2 separate regions of the Macaca mulatta genome follow, and region 1 is linked to region 2. The links are chromatin contacts, called in public Hi-C maps. All regions are on one chromosome and are shown on one strand. Each heading gives the region's core, a stretch centred on a gene start, on an enhancer-like site or on the middle of the called end of the contact. The rest is flanking DNA. Distances are from core to core; before and after follow the strand shown. Region 1 holds the start of MTMR6 (myotubularin related protein 6). Region 2 holds the start of AMER2 (APC membrane recruitment protein 2).

Region 1 (5,045 bases), core at 324-2,823, 120 kb after region 2:
GGATTACAGGCGTAAGCCACCGTGCCCAGCCTTTTACTGGTTTTCGATTGTGTGCTATACACCGTAGAAAGCACATGAAAAACAGAGGAGGTTCGAACTGATGCAGAAGTCAGTCACGTGCACTTAGCTACTATATAATACGTATCTGGAACCAATACAAGAACCTGATCCAATGTCTACTCTAGTCCTCTTTTCCATCTGTGCACCTTCTACTAGTTTGGTTATAGACTTAAGCACCCTTCTATTTTCAAAATTTAAGTACCAACAACTTGAATTCTCAAGTTATTTTATCTTTCTTCTCTTAAAAAAAAAACGTTTTAAGGGGTTAGTTTTCAGCATCTTCAATTTTGTTAGATACGGTATGCACAACGTTAAAGACAAACTCTAATAAAAATTCATGTGTACCTTTAAAAGGTTTGTGAAACATTTAAAAAAATTGTAAAAACACAAATTCTTCTTGGAATAATGAAGATAACGAACATCTGCTGGTTCCCTAAATGAGCCGTAACTTTAAGATGGCCAGCAACTAACAGGGCTTCAGCTTTGCCAAAACGTGGAGAGGCTGCCTTGCAGTGGGCTCGCAGTGATTTTAGAATGTTACTCTTCCCGTCTCGATTTATGTTTTTCTCCCTCCCAAATTTAAACTTAAATGTCGTTGGAAACGTAATTTGGTAATATTCTGATGTCATTTCCTTTCGTTTTTAAATGCGTAATGAAATAAAAATATTTGTTCGTTCTCAAAGTTCTTCCACACACAAAAATTAAGCGTGGAGTGTAATAAGATTAATCGAGTAAAGCTGCATCCCGCCTTTTAAAATATGGAATAACATTCTCCCCTTCTCCAGAACTCCTGTTAAACTGACTACTGACACTTAGGACAATGCCTGAAGTTTGAAGCACCTACACGGAAACACCGGATCCGAAAAGACTGGAGACCGAGACAGCAAAGGGAGGTGGTGCGGAGAGCTGATCTCGGCTCCTCCAAAACTCGTATTGTGCATCTGCGACACGGGGCAAAGAAATGTGAGCAAGGACAAGCTTACACAGCATCATAATGTTAATTTGAAGACCGATTTTCCGGTAGATGAGGCAACGAAAGGCCGAAAGACCCCAAAGTTAAAGGAGCCTCAATTTTGCCCGAGAAAACGTAGAGCTAGGAGGGCGGGGGAAGTTTTCCCGGACTTATCCCTACGCACCCCGAGATGTTGCAGGAGGGACCCCTGCTCCTGTAGGTACAGGGGGCCTCTGCACCCCGCTGGGCCCAAGCTGACCCTTCCCTCCAAGACCAGGCCTGGCCAGACCCTCCCGCCCCGGGCCGGGTCTCCGCCGGGCCGGCCCCCAGCCCCGGTCAGGCCAGCCGAGCCTTCGTCTCCTCCTGCCTCAGCCGGGTCAGACCAGGGCCCCTGAAGACTGGTCGTCCCGCGCTCGACTACCTTGGTCGTCCGGATATGCTCCATCGCGAGGAGACGTCAGCCAGCAGCCGGCCTCACGGGCGTACCATGGGGCTAGAGAAACAGGGCGGTGACAGCCACAGAGAGCTAGCGGGAACTCCCTCCGCCGGCCAGCGACGCGGGTCCGTCAGCCGGCCCCGGTAGCGTCAACCGCGCAGGCGCAGCCGGCGAGCGCCGTCTCCTAGAAACACTTCCCCAAACCTCGCGGCCTCCCGGGGAACAAGGGGCTGGCGGACGGGCAGAGAGTCTGCGGACCGAGAGCGGCTTGCTGGTTCGTCCCGGACCGCGGCGGATCCCACAGCGCCCCCTGCTGGAGGAGGCCGATGCTGCTCACCACCCCTCCCGAGGCCGTCTTTGTCGTCCCGCAGAGCCCACGCGGGGCGGTCGGGGAGGAAGACTGCTCGAGAATGGATCCCCAGTAAAGGGCGCTTGTGGGGTGAGGGCAAGACTGGAGGATGTTCTGGGGTCCGTCGCCATACCAATGGACACCACCCAATTTAGTTTGAGCTGCAGTTCTACTCATAAGAATGTATTCTAAGGAAATAATTAGATTTGGAGTTATTATTCTAAGGAAATAACCAAATAACGAAACCAGCCTTATTTGAAACAAATCTCCAATACTACGGATTCCTTATGTAAAGTATGATGATTAGCTAGTCCTCAATCTGGTCTGCTGTCAGAGTCCCGCCTGCTACCTCAATTCCATACGATGTCAGCACCAGCCTCCATTAAAACTCACCCTGCAGAGGGATATCACGTAATGAAAATGCGAATGCTGCATTACCGAGGGAAGAAAAAAACTGGCTATAGAACAATAGGTTCGATGTAACCGTGTTCTGTAATTTTTATTTATGTAAACAAAAAGTTTACATTTCTAGAGGAGGGTTATTTTTGTTAGAATGCGTCTAATGTGGTACTTCTCAGCCTGGAGTGAGTGTTCTCCCCAGGGGACATTGGGCAAGCTCTGGAGATATTTTTGGTTGTCTCAAATGGGGGTGGGGGGTGGCGGCGGGGGGCAACTGGTGGGTGGAGGCCAAGTCGCAAGTCAGCTGCTGAACACCCTACTAGGCACCAGACCAACCCCCCAACAAGAAGGAATTAATTATCCGGCTCAGAGACAACAACAGTGCAGAGGTTGAAAAAACCTGCTCTATGCCAGGTGCGGTGGTTCAGGCCTGTAATCCCAGCACTTTGGGAGGCTGAGGCGGGCGGATCCATTGAAGTCAGGAGTTCGAGTTCGAGAAACCCTGCTCTACGTTTCGTAAGTATTCTGTACTAAGCGAATTAGGGTTTGTAATCTTCAGCTTTCTTACTGCGATTGGTGTTAGAAAAGCCTAACATCTACATTTTCTTTTATAATTAAAATTTTTGTTTCACTTATTTGTTTCATTTTGTTCAAGTTGTCTTGGCTTGTTTTGTTTTGAGTGCCTACTATGTTTCAGACAGATTGCCAACACAATGGAGATGGTTATTAAACACAACAGCCTTTGTGGTGGAGTTGCTGACTCCTTTAAGGTAAATATGTAAGAAGAGTTACATTAAACCACCTAGAAACCAACCTTAGTACAGTATCACATCCACCCCCTCCCCCCCAAAAAACCCCACAAAATCTGTTCAGAAAAAATATATATATACGAATATATATGGAGAGAAAGATAAAAATAATGTAGGTCTTTACTGAGGATTGCTTTTTGAGAAAACAGAAAGAGGTGAATTGTATAGCACACAGCAAGACTTTCTTAATAAAACCTCTTTATATCATTTTCCTCCCAATTTATATCTTCCTCCTTCCCCATTCCCCTACAGATCATCCTCCCTCTTCTCATCTCCTCACTTCTTGTGTCCTCTCTTTACCAATTCTCACAGAGAGGCCATCACAATGATGTCAGGTGACCAAATGTACTGAGTGCTTTGCAGGTATTCGGAGGAAAATGCTATTGCTTTCCTTATTTTAGAGATGAGACAAGTGAGACACAATGAAGTAAAGTAACTTGCCCCATATCACATAGCAGATAAAGCCAAGATCCATGTTATAAAGCCAGACAGGCTGACTTCAAAGTCTGTGTTCTTGACAACTGTTTTACATTGATTGGCTTCTCAAAATCCATATTAAAGTTCTATTTATGTTAATATGATAGTCTAGAAAATTACCTAGCTTTACAGAAATAAAGTAAAATAACAGACAAAATATTAAATGACATTTCTTTGACTCTTGAGTTGACTACTCTTGCACTAGATAGAATATTCCTTATGGTTAAATCTGACAATCACTCAGTTCCATTATTTTTCCTCAAGACGTCTCTTTAGAGGTCTCCAGATGCTTCTAGGAGCCTCTTCTCCTTTTGCTTCAGTTTGTACTTGTGTTCGCTGAGCTTACTGAATGAGTATTATCCTGGGACTGTCCTCACCATGGGCCTGAGAAATGTGTTGGTTACTTGCGCTGAATTTTTAGATCCTGTGGTTTATCTTTCTTGATTTACTTACTTGCATTGTTTTATTTTGATGTAGTATATTCTGTATTAACTTCCTGAGAAAGGGTGAATGCAGCATAAATCCTTGATGGGAAGTTTGACTGGGTCTAGAATTCTGTAATTTTAATTAGGATTTTGAAAGCTCCCAGAGACGTATCCTAACTTTCAATGCAGTTCAGAAATCCGATGGTGTTCCGATTTCCCTTTAGGTATCGCTTCTACTTTCTCAGGATGCTTTTTGGGTCTCTTTATCGCCAATGGTCTAAAATTTCAACAATAAACCTTAGCTTTCTTGTTTATTTTTCTGCCTAATGTTTTGAGCTCTGTAATCTGAAAACATAAGTCCTTCGATTCTGGGACATTTTCTTGTATTATTTCTGTAATAATTACTGTTTCATTCTTTTTCCTTCTTCCTTTTTCTTTCTTCCCTTTTTTAATTTTTTTATTCTTCTCACCTGTCTTCTCTCCTGCATCTTTCTTCTTTCCTATTTCCCTCTTGTCCTTTCTCCTTTCTTTTTATTTTGTTTTATTTTTATTTATTTATTTTGAGACAGGGTCTTACTGTGTCACTGAGGTTGGAGTGCAGTGGCACAATCTCGGCTCACTTACAGCCTCGACCTCTCAGGTTCAAGCAATCCTCCCACTTCAGCCTCCTGAGTAACTGGAACTACAGGTGGGCACCACCAAGCCTGGCTAATTTTTGTATTTTTTGGGTTTTTTCCATGTTGCCCAGGCTGGTCTCAAACTCCTGGGCTCAAGTGATCTGCCTGCCTCAGCCTCCCAAAGTGCTGGAATTACAGGTATGAGCCACTGTGCCCAGCCCCTTTCTTTTTTCAGTAGAAATGCCTCGTCTGACTCCCTAATTTTACTATCCTTTCACTCCTATTTTTTAAGTATTTGCCTTTCTAATCTACTCTCTAGGAAATTCTTACAACTTAATACTCCAATGTTTCTAATATTTTTAATTGCCGCAATTATATAGATATGTATATTTGTGTGTGTATATACATATGGTGTATATACATATACACAGATATACATATGTGTGTATATACACATATACACACATATACATGTACATACATATATAATTGTAGACAAACCTTGTGCTCAGATCTTGGAT
Region 2 (4,695 bases), core at 485-2,984:
TGAGGGTGGATCGACAGAGGCAGGGTCCGGGGCGGCGGGCGCCCGGCCGCTGCCGCCTTCGGAGTCGACAAGGGGGACCGTCTTGACCGGAACGGCCCCCGTCCTGGACGCGTCCTCGGCCGTGCGGACCTCCCCGGGCCCCGGCTCGGGGGGTCCCCGGGGCTTCTCGGCGCGCCGATGCCCCGCGGCGTCCTCTCCCCGGGCGCCGGTGTCGGGGCCCTCGGCCTCTCGGCAGCTCCGCGCTGGGGCGCGGTCGGCGGGGGCGGGCACCTCCTCTCCCCCTGCGGGCTCACCTGCTGGGTCTCGCGGGGCGTCCTGGCCGGGCTCCTCCGGCTCGCGCGCGGCTCTGGGCGTCACCTCCTTGACGCACTCCAGGCTGGCGGTGAGCGAGCCGGGCAGGATCAGGCCGCCCCCGGCCGCGCGCCCCTCCGCGGCCTCCGCCTTGGCCCGCTTGTCTTTCCGGTGCCAGCGCATGCCGCTGAACAGCCCCCGCAGCCCCCGCTTTTGTTTGCCGCCGGCCTTGCTCGCGTCCGCGGGGTCCCCCTTGCCGTTTTCCGAGCGCCCGTTCTTCTTCAGCAGCGAGAAGAAGCTGTGCGACTTGGCCACCGAGCTGCTGGCGAGGGAGCCCCCGCCGGGCCCCGCGGCTCTGGGGGGCCCCGGATTCGGCCGCCCCCCGCCGCCCCCGCCGCCGTCGCCCCCGCCGCGCGGCTCCTCCTTCCTGCCGCTCTCCAGCACCAGCACCTCGGCCAGTCCGTCGTGGGTCCTGCTCCTCACCAGCCCCGTCGGACCCGAGCTCTTCCCGTCCCCTTTGTTTTTGACCCCAAAAATGCTGGGCATGGTGCCACCCGATTTCCTTTTCTTGAATAATTTGAAGGCGGCTTTATTAATCTTCCCCGACGGCGGCTCGGCGGCCGGCGTCTCGGCGGCACAGTCACAATGCAAGTCCATGTCTGCCGCGAGGGTCCCGGCCCCGGCCTCCGCCTTCCTCCTGCAGACCCCCGCGGACGCGCCAGCTCCGCCGCGCTCGCTGACAGCCCCGCCGCCGCCGCGGCTCCGGCTCGTCTCCATGGAAACCGCGCGGGCTGAGCCGCTGTCGTCAGCAGTGGGCTCGCGCCAGGCCACTGTCACCCGTGTTCTAAATCAACCTGAGCCGCGCTCGCCGCCGCCGCTGCAAAAGAAACACACATAAAAGACCATCTTCCCTCCCGCAAGGGCTTATGTAATCCCCTAACCCACTTCCATCCGACTTGGCGCGGCGCTGCATGGCGTTTGTGGGGCACGAGCAGGCGACACAGCCGCGAGCTGATTGCAGAAATTCGAGTCGTAATGATGGAATTCAGATTCCCTCAACTCTCACCCACCTTCCGAATCCTTCTGCAGACTCGCGCTTCGCGGGAGCGCAACCGTGGATCACGCAATGCCTCTGAAAACGACAGCGCAATTCAACCCAGCACAAAATGCTTGCTTTTCTTATCCTCTCTCTCCTGGACTCCATGCATCTTCATGCCTTTCCCAAGCCCTGCATGTCTGTCCTTAGCACTAGTGCACTAAGCGCAGCAGGCAGGAAGCACGTCTGCCTACATCCATGTCTTGTCCAGAGCTAAGCACACGCTAGGTCCATGCGGTGTGGCTGTCGTTATGGTTATGGTTCTTGTGACAAAAGTACACGGCACCACTCAGTGGATCAGCAACCCGGCAATGCGCGCACAACAGCTCCCCGGGGTGGAGTTTGGCTGCACCTTTGGGACAACCATGAGTTTTATCCCAGACTCCAGCCACCATGGGATGAAGTCACAGACGCCGGGGCCCAGCCCACATCTGATAACAATAGACAAGCTGACCGAGAACACAGGCTGGGCATCTCAGACCCACTCCACAGGTGGGCCTTCGGGTCTGGGTCCTGCCCTCTCCTTTCCCACTCAGCGGGACGCTGGCATTGTTCCTGTCACTGCTGTACCACTCCCCTCCCCCATCCCACCAGGGCTGACTTGTAGCCCCCTTCCCCAACAGACAGAGCAGAAAAAGCTTGGCAGGGGTCCCTGTGTGTCCAGGGGTCTCTGCAGACGTTCCTACCGGCCTGGCCTGGGGAGAGGGAAAACCTTTTTTCTGGAAACAGCCCAGTCTAGGGATCTCCTCTGTGTTCTGATTTTAAAAGTGACTGCTAATATTCTCATCGTGACATCTGATTTCATAATCCCAGATGAGTGCTCCTTAGCAAAAAGAAGAAATTTGGAGAGGCATATACATATATTAATATAATGTATACAATAATATGTATATTATATATACATATTATATATGTATATGTTATATATGTATATATGTATATATTATATGTATATATGTATATAATGTATATAATATTATTATATACATTATATTAATATGATATATGATTATATAATAATATATAAGCATATACATATATTAATATAATATTAATAATTGATATAATTAATATATTAATAGAACACATATTAATAGACATATTAATATAAGCATATACATGTATTAATATATTAACATAATTAATATAACTATATTAATATAGTATATATAGTTTATGTTATTCAATCATTTGATTATTTATTAGATATCGTTTAAGAATATATGTAATAATTACATATGTATACAAATACCAGTCTCTTCCCTACTCATTTTTTATGTGCTGTTTGCATCATGCCAAGAAATCCCAATCCCCATCCGCATAAGTTGGCGTTTTATTAATGACGTATGTTGGCCATTGCAGCTTCTGTTGTTATGAGATACAGCTGGTTTACATTTAGACATTGGAGTTATTAGTTGTATTATTTCCTTTTTTGTTTATTTTTATCAAGAACACTGTTTTGTAAAACAAAGAAATCAATGAGTTCAGGTTCACAAGAGGTTGTTACTTCCGGACTCTAATCCCATGAACTCTCTCTCACTATTAATGAGCGTCTCTCCTGGAACAGGAAGTAAGGTGAGACCAGAAAGAGGCTTTCCGGGATTCTAACTGACCGCTTGACATCATGAATCAGACTCCTCAGTGCTTCCTGGGGAGACCGGGTGTAAGGAACTGTAAAGAGAAACCCATTCGTTATGTCTTTACAACCTTTTGAAGAACAATAGAAAGTCTCAATTTTACACACATACACACACACACACACACACACACACACACACACACACACCCCATACAGTTGCTTAGATTTGTGAGTTACTATGTAGCTCTGTCAGTTTGGAAGAGTTTGTGACTGGGATCAAGGAAAAGTAAGTCGCCTATTAAAAAATCTCCCTTTCTCCACTGGGAGAAAGTGGTCTGTTTATTCACCCATCAGGACAGGTCAAATGTGACTCTAATTTACATGAGAATCTTTGGGCCTCCTGGGAGAAATCTGATAGAGGACTTTGGGATGGGTATCATTCCTTTGGGACATCAACACTCAAACAAAGAGAAAGAGACAAAGCTGTCTTCAGCCTGGGGAAGTTGCCCTCACCATGAGTTCCTGGCCCTGAGACAGAAGAAAGCAGGGACCCCTGGAACCATCTGAAGACACTGGGCATGGGAGCTGTACAGTCTGCAGTGTGAGTGAGGACCCTCCAGCATCCTCCTACCCAACATCCTTGTTACAGGGATAGTGGGAAAAAGCAGGGTGAGGCCAGCTGAAAGGAACTCACCCCAAGAGCCAGAGAGGTAAGGAGAGAGTCTGCAGGGGAGAGAGATGAGGCGCAGAATGGTCCGATGGTTTGACGGTTAGAGCCAGGTCATGAACCATCATAAAGACTGAGCCATACCTTATATTAAACTTCACAGTTAAGGGTGGAGAAAGCAAAATGGTGATTTATTTTTTTCCCTGAAAGACAGACCATGACAGTGAAGATAATTTTACCATAAACACTCCCATTTTTTGTTTATGGTTTCTTCTTTCATTCTTTTCCCCCATCCTGCTCCAGCTTGGGAGTGAACAGAAAATTAGAGTAGAAAGGAATAGCGTACAGGGCCGAGGGGAAACATTTCGGGGAAAAGCCATTGCAAAACATTAAGACGCATCACAAATGCAAACAGCAAGTGGATTTTGCTGGAAGACATGTGTGGGCTTTTCTTTGTTGGCACCAGGAAGTATTTGTCATTTTGTTAAGGCTTTTTTTTTTTTTTTTTTTGCTAGGTGGTGAGGTTCTCTGGAGGATGGTACTCAAAACAAGGGAAAAAAATGAAGAGAAACACAGGAAGGATCATTTAAGAACTTAACATCATCATCATCATCATCATCATCATGATCATCATCATTTCCTTTTTTAGGGTGCCTTCAAAGCAGTCCAGCCCTTTGCCCAAAGCTTACTGGGTGGAATTCTTTTTCTTTCTTTCTTTTTTCTTTTCTTTTCCTTCCTTCCTTCCTTCCTTCCTTCCTTCCTTCCTTCCTTCCTTCCTTTTTCTTTCTTTTCTTCTTTCTCTTTCTTTCTTTCTTTCTTTCTTTCTTTCTTTCTTTCTTTCTTTCTTTCTTTCTTTCTTTCTTTCTTTTCTTTCTTTCTTTTCTTTCTTTCTCTCTTTCTTTCTTTTTCTTTCTCTCTGTCTCCCTTCCCTTCCCCTCCCATCCCTTCCCCTCCCCTCTCCTCCCTTCCCCTCCCCTCTCCTTTCCTTCCCTTCCCTTCCCTTGCCTCTTTTCCTTCTTTCTTTCTTTTTTTTTTTTCCCAGAGTCTTGCTGTGTCACCCAG

Evidence for each region. A called contact is a pair of places that touch in the nucleus more often than the background predicts.
Region 1: a Hi-C map of fetal cortex germinal zone shows a contact between it and region 2, with 4 times the contacts expected there. The contact joins the promoter of MTMR6 here to the promoter of AMER2 in region 2. A contact is called at or near these places in 2 of 14 Hi-C or Micro-C datasets (fetal cortex germinal zone and fetal cortical plate).

Annotation. Positions count from the first base shown.
Region 1 is chr17:5,514,590-5,519,634 of T2T-MMU8v2.0, forward strand. It overlaps MTMR6 (myotubularin related protein 6), which reads right to left and starts at 1,574. Exons shown (of 14, transcript NM_001267015.1): 1 at 1,434-1,574. The coding sequence starts at 1,457.
Region 2 is chr17:5,397,866-5,402,560 of T2T-MMU8v2.0, forward strand. It overlaps AMER2 (APC membrane recruitment protein 2), which reads right to left and starts at 1,735. Exons shown (of 2, transcript XM_077974287.1): 1 at 294-1,735. The coding sequence starts at 1,068.